4 separate regions of the Mus musculus genome follow, and regions 1, 2 and 3 are each linked to region 4. Evidence: chromatin contacts called from public promoter capture Hi-C data. All regions are on one chromosome and are shown on one strand. Each heading gives the region's core, a stretch centred on a gene start, on an enhancer-like site or on the middle of the called end of the contact. The rest is flanking DNA. Distances are from core to core; before and after follow the strand shown. Region 1 has its middle 65 kb from the start of Gm31258. Region 2 overlaps Usp25 (ubiquitin specific peptidase 25). Region 3 holds the start of Mir99ahg (Mir99a and Mirlet7c-1 host gene (non-protein coding)). Region 4 holds the start of Btg3 (BTG anti-proliferation factor 3).

Evidence for each region. Promoter capture Hi-C pulls out the DNA fragments that hold promoters and counts their contacts.
Region 1: a promoter capture Hi-C map of hippocampal neurons shows a contact between it and region 4, with 5 times the contacts expected there. The contact joins the enhancer-like site here to the promoter of Btg3 in region 4. A contact is called at or near these places in 4 of 39 promoter capture datasets (the 3T3-L1 cell line, cranial neural crest, hippocampal neurons and 1 more) and 2 of 115 datasets of contacts at active chromatin or transcription factors (astrocytes and embryonic forebrain).
Region 2: a contact with region 4 is called in a promoter capture Hi-C map of hippocampal neurons, with 5 times the contacts expected there. The contact joins the enhancer-like site here to the promoter of Btg3 in region 4. A contact is called at or near these places in 7 of 39 promoter capture datasets (the 3T3-L1 cell line, 3T3-L1-derived adipocytes, the C10 cell line and 3 more), 1 of 115 datasets of contacts at active chromatin or transcription factors (embryonic forebrain) and 1 of 9 other capture datasets (liver).
Region 3: a contact with region 4 is called in a promoter capture Hi-C map of the 3T3-L1 cell line, with 7 times the contacts expected there. The contact joins the promoter of Mir99ahg here to the promoter of Btg3 in region 4. A contact is called at or near these places in 2 of 39 promoter capture datasets (the 3T3-L1 cell line and liver).

What each region holds. Positions count from the first base shown.
Region 1 is chr16:77,235,598-77,240,038 of GRCm38.p6, reverse strand. No RefSeq gene overlaps it. Among named protein-coding and RNA genes, the nearest start is that of Gm31258, 65 kb to the left of the region's middle. Within about 2 kb of position 2,933, at least 101 of the 459 cell types and tissues checked have an H3K27ac peak or open chromatin away from gene starts, as enhancers often do. A contact at or near this core is called in astrocytes, embryonic forebrain and hippocampal neurons, where this site is marked.
Region 2 is chr16:77,031,979-77,036,399 of GRCm38.p6, reverse strand. Usp25 (ubiquitin specific peptidase 25) reads right to left here. Exons shown (of 24, transcript NM_013918.2): 2 at 2,420-2,497. Among named protein-coding and RNA genes, the nearest start is that of Usp25, 20 kb to the right of the region's middle. Within about 2 kb of position 1,464, at least 51 of the 459 cell types and tissues checked have an H3K27ac peak or open chromatin away from gene starts, as enhancers often do. A contact at or near this core is called in hippocampal neurons, where this site is marked.
Region 3 is chr16:77,326,993-77,330,878 of GRCm38.p6, reverse strand. It overlaps Mir99ahg (Mir99a and Mirlet7c-1 host gene (non-protein coding)), which reads right to left and starts at 1,551. Exons shown (of 5, transcript NR_015543.3): 1 at 1,201-1,551.
Region 4 is chr16:78,374,293-78,378,299 of GRCm38.p6, reverse strand. Btg3 (BTG anti-proliferation factor 3) reads left to right here and starts at 1,490. Exons shown (of 5, transcript NM_009770.3): 1 at 1,490-1,699.

The sequences.
Region 1 (4,441 bases), core at 1,684-4,183, 1.1 Mb after region 4:
TGTAATTAACCAATTCATGTAATTAATAGTGGAGTTTGATACCATAATTTTCTTGCCATAGTTAGTTTGTAATTTCACTAGACGAAGCTTACTTTTTTTTTTGAGCATCAAATTCTGTGAGCTTAATTTTGCATTTGAAACACAATGAAATACATTATTAAAAACACACACAACAACAACAAAGTTGTGTTCCTCTTTTCTGAGCCTCACTCTGAATGTCCACTGAAATGAATGGCACAGTGTAGATACGGTAAAAGCTGACACCCACATTACCCAGTAGCTGGCAGCATGATAGCAATCTCCGTAATTCTTGCAATTTCTGTAATGGTTTATAATATACTCATAATTCATTAGCTGGACTATGAATTCCAAATGTGGGAATATAAGTCATTATTCTAAGACCTACAGGCTCAAGGTCAACTCAGTGTGGTCTCTGCCTGTAAGGGTCTCGTTACACAAATGTACACATGTGACTCTATAAAGCTGTTAACAGCCACAAATGCAGATATGGAGGTACAAAGACAAGCGTGGAGAAGGGGGAGATTTGGCCATGATTTACAAAGATTTTACAAAAGGCGGACTTAAGCAGCTGCATGGAGCAAACAGAGACTTTGGCGATTAAGAAACAGAAAGATATTCCATAGGGAGAAATGCCAAGGTGCCACCTGAGCGTTTGCTTATCACTGGTAAGGAAAACAGAGAGAAATTCAGTGACCTCGTCATGTTTACAACAAGAGAATCAGAGCCCAGAGCTGTTAGTGGAATTAGCACCTAAGGCAGAATGGCTTTTTCTCCACCACTTCTTCGCCTCCCAGAGCAGAGACAATTCCTCTGCCTGAACTGTGGGCTCCATCCTCAGCTAACGCTCCATTTTGCCACACCCTTTTATAGGACCTGGCTAGGATATCCACAGAAACACACATACAACCATGTCCTCACCGAACACATGACATTTTAGCAGTGTCTAGCCAAGCAAATGCATTTAGGTGTAATCGCTTGTTATCCCTCCACCCACTTACCCATCAATTCAAAGAGATGGGAATTTGAGCTGTTGTCACCTGGCATGTGCTATAAAATTTTGATCCGTTTCTTTCAGCCTTCCACTTTCAGGCTTCAGTTTTTCTAGCTTTCCCAATTCTAAGAAATCATAATTCATAACGAGGAGGGGAGGTTGCAGAATTTTGGCTGACAAGGTTGTGCAGATGTTATTCCTTAAGGGGGACAACTGTGACTGTCCATGTGAGTAATGGCTGTGAGGCGGCTAGCAGCCAAAAGTTCTCTTATACCAGAATGTAGAAACCATTTTCCTACTGAGAGAGGGCCCCCAGTAGGATAATATATTATTACACATGATTCAAATTACAGGATCTGCAGCAGGGGAGCTCATGACTGATTCAGGACAGTCGCCCCCTGAATACAGATGACGGGATGACGGAATGCCTCATGAATTAAAAGGGCCATGGGCTTCTTGTCTAAACCCTTCGTGTGGCTATGCCTATCATTGTGCTCGCTAAGCTTCTTTTAAAAAACCGTGCACAGTTATGACACCTTTGTTGGTGTATTTTAAAATTCCATGTCTTTGAATAATTATATCCAAAGCATTCCTTTAATAGAAAATAGACAATGGACTTTGGCTATCAGTTCTAGACAACCACATGCTTTTCATGGCAACAACGCATGGAATATATGAATTAAGAGAAATCACACTAAAGTCTGTCCCAGTTTCAGTCTTTGGGCATCTGTAAAGCAAATAGAAATCTTCTCAGACCACATGTTTCAGACTTTTTAAGCCATCTATCGAACAAAGTGTGTTATCCTGACCAACAAAACACAAATGTGCGAGACAACATTGTACTTCCAAATGTCTTTCCGTAGATAAATGAATTCCTTCGTGACTATGATTTCATTTGCTCAACTCTGGTTATATAATGATCCCATAAATTCACTGGAGGTATTGAACTATAAATGGAGAGCAGGCATTTTCAGAGAAACATTAAAGCAGCTGTTACATATTATGCCTCCTGAGAAACAAATGTCCCTGTCATATTCTGAAATAATATGTAAGCTGTTCCCTGCACTTCTTTTCAAGCTGGTTCTTGTATTCAGTATTTCTAGTAAATGGATGCAAATCAGGTGCATTGTGCTGCGATGGGAAGGGAGAGATTTGTTCAGAAATGACCTCAGTTCTATTCATTAATAAGATGACATGTTGGCTGAGAGCAGTGAAGGACAGAATAAAACAAGAGAGAACTTTCCTCCATTTGACAGATGTACATAGAGCTTTTTCTTGGAGAAAGCACTGTATGTAAAATGGCCACTACAACATAAAATCTAAAAACGTGAAAGGGACCTCCAAGATGCAGATTGCTTGGAAAAAAAATCACAACGTCCATGGCAGCATACCCCCCCCCCATTCCCTATTACATTGTACAGCAACTTGGAGAAAACACGTATTTCATTGAGAGGGGGCATCTAATAAACAAAAGTTTGGGATTTTTTTTCTGAGAGTTTTTTTTTTTCTTTTTAAGAAGGAGAAGATAATATATGCAAGACCCAACCAAGCAAAATAGCATTGTACTTAGAACCACTTCTGTTACTGCAGACATCAGTTGGAGACTGGGTAAGAGCTACCAGGAAGAATGTAGCCACATTTTCACATAGCGATTTAAATTATGCCACCAGAATAATTAATGGAAGGACTAATCTGGGGGAGGGGAGGGTAATAGGAAAAGGGGGAAGGCTATGTTAAACAAAGTTCATTACTGCATGATGTAAATGAGTTTCTCACCAATGATGTCACTGATTGGCTGAGCTGCAGGACTGGCTTCGAGCATGGCCGGATTGGCTGCTAGCTCTTCTGGTGCCTGCCTGCTTGGGCAGCGGTTGAATCAGATACTTTCTGTCTCTCTTGTTGTCGTTTGAAGCAAATCTTGTTCAGCCCAGCTGTGTCTCCATAGTAGTGGCACCCTAAGAGAGGCTCGCCCTCCTGCTTCCCACAGCTCTTCTGTGAGGCCGTCGTTGCTGTGTGAATACCAGCCCTTGGCACGAAGCCCAGACAGCGTTCTCAGATCCGTCTATAACACACACATACAAAAAAGAAAAATAAAAGCAGGTCTTTCATCTGAATTGCATCCTAAGGAGGATTAAGGCTTCTATTGCTACTGATTTGTGTTCTTTCAATTTGATGGTTAAAATCGTTTTTGAAACACAGTATCTTCTCATCTGCAGCAGAATACTATTGGTTAAAATTGGATAAAAAAAAAAGATGAGGGAATCCCCCTTTTCCCATGTTTACCTTGATTACAGAAACATACTTCTTCATTTTCTTCCTAATCACCATAACTGATGCTTTTGGTCCCCTACTAGAATTTTAAACTCTCAGCAGATTTCTAATTACAGCCGAGTCATTATTTTCAGGTTAAGACATGGGATCTTAATTAGCATTCTTTTTTTTTTAGCTATGCGAAATGAGACAGGGCATGAAGCAGAGATGATCTATGGAGAGGGAGAGAGGGAGAGGGGGAGAGAGAGAGAGAGGAAGGACAGAGAGAGAGAGAGAGAGAGAGAGAGAGAGAGAGAGAGAGAGAGAGAGAGAGAGAATCTGTATAGCTTTTACAGTTGAGCTGATACCCCCTCTAAGCTCTCCCTCCACCACCACCTCCACCACCCCCCTTGCAAAATAATGCAGTCATATGAACTTTACCAGACAATGGAGTACCTACAGGCTCTCCCCTAGACAAGTCCTTTATAACAAGCCAGTGCTATGTGCTGCAGACAGTAGCCAATCGGCAGGCTCCTTTCTGCAGCAGGGACACAATAGGTGCATTGGCCACACTGTCCTCCTAGACCCTGACAGCAGTTCAGGTTCATTTATTGTACACTGGAAGGCACATATGTCTTTAATATTCACTGTGAAATTATCAGTGTGGCTGTCTTCATTCCACTGTGATTACACCAATCTAATTACTGCGCAAAAGCTGCAGGGGCACCGCTTGCACTGAGTGACGCATAGGCATGTATGCAGAAAGAATATGCACGAACATGCTTGCTTACTTCAGGAATAAAAATCCACCGATTATTTCCTTCCCAAAGCTTAATGCTTCCTCCACAACACTTGGGTGAATATAGACATCATTTTCTGCTTCAAAGGAAAAGTATGTGGTGTGTGTGTGTGTGTGTGTGTGTGTGTGTGTGTGTGTGTGTGTGTTGTGTGTGCATGATTTAAACATTAGTCTAGTTATTTATTGGTGTGAGCTGTGGAGGTAGAATCTAGTCAGCAAATAAAAGGTAATTAAGGACCTAAAGACTTCCTCTGTATCACTAAGCATCAGAGTAAGAAGCTAAATAATGTACATGTCTCTCCACGGTTAGGCTTAGATGTTCATTTATTTGCAGTTCAATTGTCGTGGGCATCTGCCTAAGCTCCATTTGCGCATTTCCA
Region 2 (4,421 bases), core at 215-2,714, 1.3 Mb after region 4:
ACCTATTAAGGAGAAGAGAGAATTCTGGGATGAAGATAATTGCAAAATAACCAACAGGCAAAAGAATGAAGAAGCAATTCCTGCCGCAGACTCATTCTAGCAGGGAGCTGAGGAGAGGGTGGTGGGAAGGCAACAACACAGCTTCACTGTGTGACGCCTTTATGTACATTATGAGACTAAGTGACTCTTCCAAGAGGCACCTTTAAGAGAGGCCACTGTCAGGCAAGTACACTGCTCACCAAAGGAACTGCAGTGAAGACTGAGGAAGTATTTACTGTGTGTCAAGAAACCTGCTAAGTGCTTCAACCCAAACACAGCAGGGATTTTACAACCTGGTGGCTATTCAGCCTGTATAACTAAGTATAGATTCTTGTTATGGTTTGGATCTAAAATGTAATTCACAGGCTCCTGAGTTGGAAGACCAGTACCCAGCTGATGGCAACATTGGGGAGGCTGAGTGACTTTCTCAGGAGTCAGGCTGTGTAAACTCAGGGAAGTGTGGACGGGGAGGGTCTCCCAGCTCTGCTTTCAGGTCTGCTGAGGTGTGAGCAGGCACCCTCACGCTCCTGCCACTGTGAATCCCCACCACGAGACAGCACTCGTAAACTGAGCCGAAACTGAGCCGAAACGAATCCACCCTCCTCTCTTGGCTTTTTAAAAGCTATGTGTGTGTGTGTGTGTGTGTGTGTCTGTGTGTGTCTGTGTATGTGTGTTTATGTGTACAGGAGTGCAGTGCCTGCAGAGGCCAGAAGAGGAGATCTGACCCAGTAGAGATGGAGAAAGCCAATAATGTGTTAGGAACCAAAATGCAGTCCTATGCAAGAGCAGCCAATGCTCATCGCCTTGAGCCACTTCTCCAGCCATCCCAAGTTCCACTTGTCAGGTATTTGGGCAGGGTTAAGGGAAGTAGCTAGTAGCATGTTCAGCTTACAGTGATGAAGTCAGTAGCTGTGGTTCCCAACACAAGGGACTTCTTGGTAAGAGAATCAATTCATTACTAAATCCCTTGAGAAATCAGAAAGGCTATCAGTTGGGGTTTAAATGTCCTATTTACTCTATCACCTAACTTGAAATGTAAGTTTGTGAAGAAGAAAAACCGCTTACACTTAAGGAATGTGGACAAGACTTAATTGATCTATATTTCTCAAATGTAAAACAGGGAGGGGGTCTCCTCCAAATGCACATAGCCAAGTGATGGGCTACACCCTCACCCTCACCCTCCACCCTCCATCCTCGGTGATCTCCTGGGAAAGGAGTGGGTTGGTCAGGTATTTATCAGAATGAAAGAAAGACGTGCTCCTAAGAACTGAGGGACTGCACAGTGCTGCTTCCTCCAATGACAAGATGCACAGCTCTGTATAAACTCCTGCCAGCATCCTTCTGGCAAACAGGACAAAGCAGCAGCTCCCACCAGAGCAGCAGACACAGCCTTAGTCAGGCACCGGCCGATGGCTGCTGTAGCTCCTGTTTCCAGCCTCTCCACACGCCGCTGTGTGATTTGGAGTGGGTTACTTAACGGTTTAGGTTTCGTCATTTTCAAAGTGGGGAAATGGAAGTATTTATCTCTTGGAAATATAAGACTAAATGAACAAACCCACATGAGGAACTGAAACGCAGGTTGTTGCTATCATTGGTGATATTTGCTCATAACCATCAAAAACTTTAAAATCGTAAACTATCTCTGGAAATTAAAGCTCTCTAGCTCAGAATCAGGGACCGTTTTGACTTTTTCTCTCATCGATGAGTTACAAAGGCTCCCATCTATGCCTGTGACTAAGGTGATAAAAATGTTCCATACAAATGAGCTCAAACTACAGTTCTATTTCAAGCATACACTTCATTGGCTTCATCCTTCTCCCTGTGAGCTAGCCACGGGATTTGACTCATCTGAGCAGCTCCATAAGGAAATGAGAGTGTATCTAGGATACAACCAAATGGCACGTTGGCTTTGATGCACACGCTACTGAAATTTGAGGTGGAATATCCTTACAGCATGCTTAACTAAATGAAGTTATCATGAGCAACATGATAGGTGAAAGCAATATATATTTCTCAGTCTCAGAAAGAAAAAGAGGTAAGCTGTGGGCCCTATTGCTTCTCTAATTTGTGTTCCTTCTTCACATTGTATTTTAACCCATACACTGAACCGCAGTCATATACTAAATCATGGTTGAAAAACATTATTCATGAGCACTGAAATTATGCCCTACCATTCTGCAGAAAAAGTATCTGCTATAGAGGGGCTACACACCACTCCAAGGTAGCAGGAATTACTTGTTTACAATTGCAACACACAAAATGAGGCTCTCGCTTTATAAGAGACTGCTTTCCCGTCTCTACAAATATATGGTTTAACTAATACAGTACACAAGAGAGAGAAAAGTACGCCGCAGATGTAAGCTGTAAGCTAAGGCCATACCTTCAGGGCTTGTTGGAGTATCTGGGCGTCATTAATCCCAGTAATTTCTCTCAGCTGATTCAAAAATGTCTGCTGGTGCTAGAGGGCAGAGAAGAAATCAGAATTATTACAGTAGAAACAATGAACCTATTTTGTTTTTCTTTTTTAAGAAAAAGAGAAAAAGAAAGAGGAGAGAAGAGAAGAGGTAAGCCTTGGAAGACACAGAATAAAAACACCACTCTTTTGAACAAGGAAAGACACCACATATCAGGGAGCCCTGCCGCAACTCTGACGTTTCTCTACAGCTGCCTTCTTTAAGACAGGGCATTACTATGTAGCCCTGGTTGACCTGGAACTCGGTGAAGATCAGGGCAGACCTTGAACTCCCAGGCATCCACCTGGGATTAGAGGTGAGTGCCACCACGCCTGGACTCTCGTTTTTCATTCCCAGCTTCCAGAGTTTCCCAAGCAGCTTCCGAGCTCACAGTTTTCAACCTGTCTTCATCGTCTCAGATCATGCCTCTGCAAGAATCTGAACCTGTTTGAGCTGGGCGCACTCCTGGGATGGTTAGGAGATGTGCGTGTATGTCACAGGCTGCCTATGAAACCAGCGAGTACATCTCAGGGTCCAAGGATGCAGCCAATGACAAGAAGACCCCCTGATCCTCCAACCTCACTGCCATAAAACAGCCTCAGTAGAACTGGTTTGGTCCACTTCAGTCACTTCCCTCCACAGTGTGTGAGACTAGGGAATTTCATAACCTGGACGGCACAAGATTCTACTACCAGTGCTTGCAAAGATCTTCAATCAGCAATTCCCACTGCATGCCCTTCTATTTTATTTCTTAAAACCTGATTCTCACAAACTGTGGAACAGCACTATGAACTAAAGTACAGAAAAAGTAAGACAGAAAGCAAGCCTCATTGCTACAATAACGTGGGTCTCTTGATTTATTACTTCAAAATGGTTTCTCCTTTCCCCTTTACCAAATCTGAGGGGAATTTGCGGGTAGTCTTAATTAACTACTGGTCGAGAGTATGCTGAGAAAAGGAGTATTTACAAAATTTCAATCTACAATGAATAAAGAGAAAAATTAGCTCTGTACTGGAAACTAGCAAGCCCCCTCCTTAACCAGGACATCTAAGTTACTATGACTGGTGACAAGACAAAAATGGCAGCATGCACCTGCTGACACACTGCAGCCTGGAGCTGTGCAGGTTTGACACAAGTACAAAACCTGAATTTAATCTTGAAGACTGACCAGACAACCTCAAGCAAGCCATCCAGAGCAAGTGAGTTGTTCGGTCATCATTAAGATGCCTAGACCACCAAAAACAAAGGGTGAGTCTCTTCCAGAAGGGAAATCCAGAAGTATTGCCCCACAACGCAACAAGAGAGGCTGGGTGCCCTGCAGAGTGTCAGTGCAGGTGACTGGAGAAGCAAAGGAAGCTGCTCAGTGGATGACAACATATTAGTCACGTTCCTGAATTGGATTATAGTAGGGGAACATCATCTTCCTTAGAAAATACCCTTGAAATGTTTAAGTGACAGAGTGGTCAAAGTGTACGCCACCCACAGGAGATTCTCAGATGCTTCCGTTAAAAAAAAAAAAAAAAAGCCATGGAAGTTCTTTGCATTAATATCTCCAAATCTAATTTCCCATAAGAGTTCTAGAAAACCCAGCCTGACATTAAAAAGTTCTTTAAGACTTCTTCTGCTTGCCGAGCAGTGGTGGCACATGACTTTAACCCCAGCACTCGGGAGGCAGAGGCAGGTGGATTTCTGAGTTCAAGGCCAGCCTGGTCTAGAGAGTGAGTTCCAGGACAGCCAGGGCTACACAGAGAAACCCTGTGTCAAAAACAAAACAAAACAAAACAAAACAAAACAAAACAAACAAACAAAAAAAGACTTCTTCTGCTTAAGGTCTGTGCAGATTAAAGTGTCAAGCCACTCACCCATTCAGGAGTTCAGAAAATAATTTTCTGGTAGGCAAAATCCATTATAAAAGTGAAATCAGAGATG
Region 3 (3,886 bases), core at 302-2,801, 1.0 Mb after region 4:
AATTGTCTCTCTGCTTTGGAAAATGTTTAAACGATGCTGAAGTAGACCTAAAACTTCATCAAATCAACAAATGGACCATAAAGATCCTCCATATTTTTTGATAACATCAATTGCAAATATTATGGTAGCAAAAACTGATTTTTCTAATGAGGTGAACATCAGAAAGTATATTTTAGCACTTACTATAAATGTGATTATGAACATGAGAGGTTGGAATAAGAAAAATAGGTCGCCTCGGCTCACATTCCTGGACATGCTGGCAAGCTAAGATTTTCTTTGAACAACAACAAAACATAGTTAAAACAGGACTTAGTTACGTTTAAACAAGGAATTATTCTCAACTTATACTGTAAGGTTTTTCGTTGAGCTTGGTTGGTTTTATTTTAGAAAACATGACCTTACTAACTTCTAAGGTATTTGCACTGAAACAAACAAACAAACAAACAAACAAAAACTGCTCTGCATTACTGCAACATGATTCTTCAAAAAGAAATGTGTGCAAAGTCGATAGCACACAACGTGAGCAAACAGGATCAGCAGGAACAAAAGAAGTTTGCACGCTGTTGCTCAAGGACTTTTAAAGAATCCTTCCCAGGGATAAGACACATAAACCACTGGGAAGGGACTTGGGAAATCAAAGCACACTTAGTTTTCAATGCATGAAGATGTACTTTCTTAACTATTTTATATTAAAAATAAGAGGGAGCAACAGCAATTCTCACTGGCTGGCTGGCTGGCTGCTAAACACGGGCCCTGACCCTTCTCCTGGCCAGGAATGCAAAGCTCTTTCCATAGGACTTATTCCTGAGATAAGGCACCAAATCATGAAGCCAGCGCCCAGTGACACAGAAGTTGGACTAAATGCAATGTTTACACATATCCTGACTCCCCCTTCTTCCTCATCCCAGCCACATTTGATTTGCCTAAATCAATATTGACTCTGGTTGCAGAAAAGCAGGACTTAAACAAAAGAAAATCTGGAAGAGAAAGAACAGACTGGACGCTACGAGTTTTTTTTTTTTCTCTCAGATTGCAAGTATCACGTGAAATGAAGCAGAGACAAAGCCACAGAGCTTCGGAATTTCTAAGTATTCTTGATGGCTTGTTTCTCCCCCCACCCCCCAAAAAGCAGAGCAGATTTCTTAACTTGTATTACAACCCAGAAAGAATATTTGAGCAACATCTTAAATCTGCACTCACCATGTGAAAGCAACAGTTGCGTGGAGTAAAAGTGTGTTATTTCTCCTGCCCCTGTTCCATTTCAGTTCTGACTATAGTTGTCCAACAACCAAAAGGCCGGAGCTGCCACCCAGAGGCCCCGTCCACGATCTGGTTCATTTGCCTGTCAGCCCGAGAGCTGGCTTCTGCCGGCTGCAGCTGTGCACTTTGCTGAAGTTCTAATATAAATCTCCATATGGTTCCCACCGCCTCACATAGGTGATCTGGCCTCTCGGTTCAATGAACGCGCAGCTGAACTCTTTTCCAGGTGAGTCTGTGAGAGCTAGCTTTGAAGTCGTCCACTCTCAAGTTCAGGAGTTCTTGGTGAGGAGTGGGTGGAGAGAAGCAGCCTTGCTCCGGGGAACTCAGGCTGCAGTCAGAATGCGAAAACTTCCTCTGTTTTCCTGCCTTGCGTGGCTGAGCGCTAGTGCCTCTTTTCACAGAACTTCGGAATGTACAGGCAGGACGCAAAAGGGGCCCTGCCAGACAAGCCTTTCTCAATCAATTAGCTTGCAGCCATTACTTGTGACCCGAGGTCACACAGCATAAGTGTGTGGGGTGTGCCTTCAGGGGTCCCAAGGCTACTTATTACAGCTTAGATAACCTAAGCCGAGCAGACACTGCATTCTAGAAATATTTTTTAATAGTAAATGTGCTAAAGATGTAAAGTAAACCGAAGGTAACCCCCTAGTGTTCTTTCTGAGTAGGTATTGCTTGACTCAGTGAATTTAAAACAATACTTTTTCACATTAAATCAAACAGCGTTCAGGACAGAATAGTAACATGTTTTCTTTATATTATGTGCCTGCAGATGTGGAAATGACAAAAGAGCTCATGTAGACACTCACATGATTACCAGCATACATATCCCTTGTATCACATGGCTAAGCATAGGCAGTAGTATGGTTTTCCTTGAGACTTTTAAAGAATTTTAATGTAAAATTAATTTTAATTAATTAATTTTGATGCAACTATCGACAAAGTTCTCCGTAGCTAAGGAACTGACCTCACTTTGAGGATACAGCCTAGCCTGCTAACCCCGGGTGAGATTCCATGCAAAATTAACTTCACGAATTCTCTTATTTTCAGAACTATATTAGTTACAATTTCCTCCAGTTCCGAAAAAGCGCTTCTTCATTTTAGTACATTTTTAACTGGGAATTCATAAGAAAAGCTATGACGTGCTAAGAAAAAAAAATGTAATATTGCAAAACTCTATCTGCGTTTTATGCATTACATCTTCGTAGTCTTCAAAAACACTTTACAAGGATAGGTATCATTATCAAATTTGTGACAAGGAAGTATCAAGTAATTGTACTTCAAAGCAAACCCTTTCTTTGAATGATCCAACCAAATTAAAATGCTCATGTTTCTACAGTGATTAGATTAGACACCCTCCCTCTCCCAGTAGCTGTCACTCAGAGATAGAGATAGATGCCCAACACTCCATCCTTCACCCTATTTACTAAGTAACTGCACAGGCATGCGAGGCCTGCCTGGGAAATTCCTTTAGATGCTGATCTTTCATCTGCCTCGACCATCTTCGAATTAGCAAAACTGAATTAGCTTTAATCAGCTGTTATCTGATATAAAACAAAACATAGACAAATTAAAATGAACAAATTATAAGATTAGCAGCTAAATAATGCTTTCTAATAGGTAGAGCAGACTTTTTGAAAGTACAGAAACAGAGAATATAAGTGGTAAAGTTAGCTCTGGGTGAGACTGAGTGCAGAAACTGGGGTTTCCACTTTCTCAAATGTGAAATATGCGTCATTGATTGGTCTGTATATCGCCTCTGAATAAGTTTTAGAAAACAAAAAATAAATAAATAAATAAAACATGTTTGAGATCTTTCTGTGACTCCCTCATGCCTGTTTTGTATACTGAAAGTGAGCATCACTAAAAAATAGACATTGAAAAATAGACATGGGAAAATGACCAACCTAGTTAGCGACTAACCTAGTTAGTGCTTGAAGGTTCCCAAGGCCACCGAGGTTGCTACACTTCATCACTACCCCAATACCCCGTGTTGTACATTCAGAGTTTTCTCAATCGCTTTATTCAAGATGAACAGCTAATTTAAGAGTCAACAAGGGCACCCAGCCTTATATTTTAGATGTCTACAGTCATCTACTTTCAAGATTTAGCCCCTATTGTAATGGAACATCAGTGTACATGAAATAAGGATTTCTTTCTAGCAAGTTCAGAAAGGTCACTAATAACCATGCACAGCATAAAACATACAACAGAAGTTGAACAGGCCTTGATGATTTCCCTGGCTATAAAGTAGTTTTTATGGCCAGTTTGTAGGTTTTTATGTGGCCATAGACCTTTCTGAATTACACACAGGTTATGAAAATAGTCCCCTCTGCTGAAGTCTGCTATTACTCGGCAATGATTACTACCCAGACACTATTAGAGAGAGTTTGTCATTTTGATTCACGTCAAGTCCCATCTTTACTTTGTAGAGGAAACGTTCGCTCCTCTAGATGTTTTCTGATGACTTGATCCAATGTAGCAGATCATGGGCTGCTCAATTCATTTAATTTGAAAATTATCTCCCCTGCCTAAATCATTTCACAGTGTATTTTGAGGTGCTAACTTAGAATACAGGATACAATTCACAAAGCTCAAGAAACTCAAGAAGGAGAAAGATCAAAGTGTG
Region 4 (4,007 bases), core at 241-2,740:
TAGCCCAGAAACTTAGAATACCCAAGATACAAGATACAATTTGCAAAACACATGAAACTCAAGAAGAACGAAGACGAAAGTGTGGACACTTTGCTCTTTCTTAGAATTGGGACCAAAACACCCATGGAAGGAGTTACAGAGACAAAGTTTGGAGCTGAGACGAAAGGATGGACCATCTAGAGACTGCCATACCCGGGGATCCATCCCATAATCAGCCTCCAAACGCAGACACCATTGCATACACTAGGAAGATGTTGCTGAAAGGACCCTGATATAGCTGTCTCTTGCGAGGCTATGCCCCGGCCTAGCAAACACAGAAGTGGAGGCTCACAGTCAGCTATTGGATGGATCACAGGGCTCCCAATGGAGGAGCTAGAGAAAGTACCCAAGGAGCTAAAGGGATCTGCAACCCTATAGGTGGAACAATATGAACTAACCAGGAGCCCCCCACCCCCCACCCCTCAGCTGGTCTCTAGCTGCATATGTAGCAGAAGATGACCTAGTCGGCCATCACTGGAAAGAGAAAGAGTCTTGCAAACTTTATATGCCTCTGTACAGGGGAACACCAGGGCCAAGAAGTGGGAGTGGGGGGAGGGAGGGTTTGGGGGACTTATGGGGTAGCATTGGAAATGTAAATGAAGAAAATAAGTAATGAAAAAAAAAACAATGGTAATCTGCATTTTTAAATTCTCTTTTAATGAGTGTCTTGTGTTTTTCCGGCCTGTCTGACTTATCAGCTGCTTTCACAACACTAACACCTAGCTGCCAGTTCAGCCTAAGGGACGGAAAGATGGGCCTTTCTTCGGAAAGTTTATCTTCCCTCTTCTTATGTGTTTAGTCAAGGCTTAAAAGCTACCCCTCCCCCCCAAGTCCTTGAGTTAGAAGTATCTGAGAAATACAAAGCCTGGCCACTCCACTCATCCATTGGGCCATCAGTGCTGGCAGAGACACCCCGTACTCAACAGGAGGCTGCCACGGTCACATGGAGGCACGAGCTCTGCCAGCCAAGTGTCCAGGTAAGAGTTTTACCCAAGCCATCTCACGTACAGGGAGGCAGCTAGTGACCTCACGACCGGAGGGACTTGGCAAGCCCTCAGTGCCAAGCTCCCCTCCGCAGCCGCTTCGTGCAGAGGTGGGTAGGAGGGGGAGAGCCCATCAAAGCAGAATCCGGATTGAACTTGCCCTCAGGCAGCAGAGAGGCGGGCGGATCCAAGGGAGAGAGCCCCGCGTGGGGAGGAGTGGCCGAAGAGCCAAGAGGAAGCGTCCTGCCCACCCCACTGAGGGAGGCAAGGCCCTCGGGGCTCGCGCAGGAGGCACTGCGACCTCGTGCCAGCACGGCCGTCGGAGCCCAGGCTCTGCGCGCGGCCGGAGGCAGGAGCCGGCCACGCGCACCGGTGGAGGGGGGCGGGCCCGAGGGAAGCCCCGCCCCCAGGGCGCGCGGATTGGTTCTTCGCGGCGCCGGGCCTCTCCTAGTCATCGCCCCTCCCTTCTTCCGGGCCTCGAGCCCCCCGTGGGCCGCGTCGGGACTGCGTTCGCCCTGTCGGCCGCGCGCTCCGCCGCCCGCCAGTCTGGTCGGCGCGCGCTCAGCGGCGGCGGCGGCGGCCCGACGACGCAGCAGCGGCGCTCGCGCTCGGCTCCCCGGCCACGGGACGCGGTCGCACCCGGCGAGGGTGCAGCCCCCGGAGCGGCGGCGGCGGCGGTGAGGAGAGCCCGCCGGGGGTCGGAGTCGGGGACGCGGTGGCAGTGAGGAGGGCAGGCCTGGCATAAGGGGACGCGGCGGGGACCCCCGGGCATCGCGGCGGAGGGAGGTTGGGACGCGCCCGCCGCCACGTCGAAAGCGGAGCGGCCGAGGGATGCGCGGCGCGGAGGGGAGCGGCGGCGGGTCCTCGGTGGGGTTGGGACGCCTCCTCCGGCGCGTGCCACGTCGCCTGCCGCCCCCGGGGAGGCGACAGCGGGCGGGCAGGGGCAAGCCGGTTTGTTTGCACAGGTTAGACGCGGCGCGCAGGCCGTCCACTCGGAGCGCGTGGGGGGCTCTCTCCACCCGCGCCGGGCTGGGAGGGGAGCCCGATCCGGCTGCATCTGGATCCCGCTGGCCAAAGCCGCCCGGGGCGGTCAGGGCCTCTCGGCGCGACCACGCTTGCCGTCCCCTCCACCTCGGCAGCGTCCACCTGGAGAAGTTGTGGTTTCTAGAAACTGCGAGTGGCTTTTTCGTTACTGGGGAGGGGTTGGGGGGGGTGGGGGGTGGGGAGACTGCAAAGTTAGAAACTCCTAGAAGGCCGAGCTCGTGGAACAAAGTAGAACTTGAGGAGCAGCCGCCGCGGTGACGACGTCCTGGGGTGACGTCACCAAGCGGTGTTTAAAATGGGAGCTTTGGGGGACAGTGTGGGTGGCACTAGGCGCCTAAGGTCTAATCCCCCACCCCCGGTCCCCGGTGGTATTCACACCCCCCACACACCCTCCCCCGAGGTTTAGACCTTTCTCTGTGCCTTTGGTACTTCTGGAACACTGATAAGAGGGGGTTAATTCTTAAGCTATTCCATTCCTTCAAACAGAAAAATAAATAAGTCCGTATGACTCATCTTCTGTTACAAACCAAAAAGCAACCGCTAAGTGGTTCTTTCCTTCCTTAATTTTATTTTATTTATTTATTTTTTTTAATATGAAGTTGAGGAAACAAAAAGCAAATCCCCCAAACTGTTAGGTAGCACGTACTGGCCCAGTTGGTGAATGAGAGGGGTCTAGGAATCATTACATTTCTCTAGTGTGAGTCTTCTATCTTGTTTGGAGTGGAGCGTATGCGGCTCCATCTGCGACATCCTCGCCCAAGTTGTGTATTCAGTTTCAGTGGGTTTTGCTGGTCCATCACAAGGTGCTATACATGAAGTATAAAGGAAGCTTCGGAGAGCGGAAGAGGCCTCACACTGCAGGAGGAGGGAGGTGGCACAGCAGTTGTAGTAGACTGAAGTTCTATGTGCCCACCACTGGTGTGTGAGGATTCTATCTACCGGCTGACCATAGCAGTAGAGGGTGTATTAGGCATTCTAAGCATCCAAGAGGAACGTTTGGGTGTTTTCCGTCTAGGATCCGAGTGAGTAGGGCTGCCAGGACAAATCTCAGATACTATATAGAATTTCCTTCACTCTGAGGACCCTCGTTTGCATTTGCACGCAGAGTAAAAATCACATTAGACAAGAAACTTAAGAGAGCAGTTTTAGTAAATCTTTAAAAACCGGTGTTTCTTTTTTCTCTTTCATCTTTTTTTTTTTTTTTTTAATTTATAAGACCAGACTGCCAGACTGTTGTTAAGCTAGTTCACTGTATAGTCAATACATTAGGGCCCGACATTGGCGCCCAGAAAGATGACGTTACTTAGTAAATGTTGGATCAGAATATCTCCAAGTTCCATTCAGCCAAGTGAATGAGCTCATCTCAAAGCATACATATATACACACACACACATATTCAAAAGAACGCCTGATCAGCCTTTCTGGATTAATCAATGATCAATCAGATTTTCTATTTTTAAGAGTCCTTTGATGCAGCTCCAGAATGTAACTGATTATTTCATTTAATTTTTCTGTGAGTGATCCTGAATTGATGCTCTGCTTAATGCACTTTAATGCTCACTATTTCTTGTTTTAGCTCTTTAGGAAAATATACCTATACCTGAAAGAATATGTATAAAAAGCTTCAATGCTGAAAAACTTTCAATGTGTAACAATTTTATTCAAGAGTAATAGTTTTATCTCAGCAGAAAAAGAACCTTGGACTCCCTAGACTCTTGTCTCCTGCTCCTCTGCTCCTCCTGCCTGTAGGCCACCCAGTCTATTTTCTGCCTGTATAGACTCCCCTGCTCTGGACAGTTGTATATATGGCGGAAATTTTAGTGTGGTATTGTTTGTTACCTCTGCTTGCTGTGTTATAGCACGTGTTAGTGCTTCGTTTATTGTAATTACCAGTTCTGTTGTACGTGTAAGCCATACTTTATGTGTCCAGTCAGCATTTGG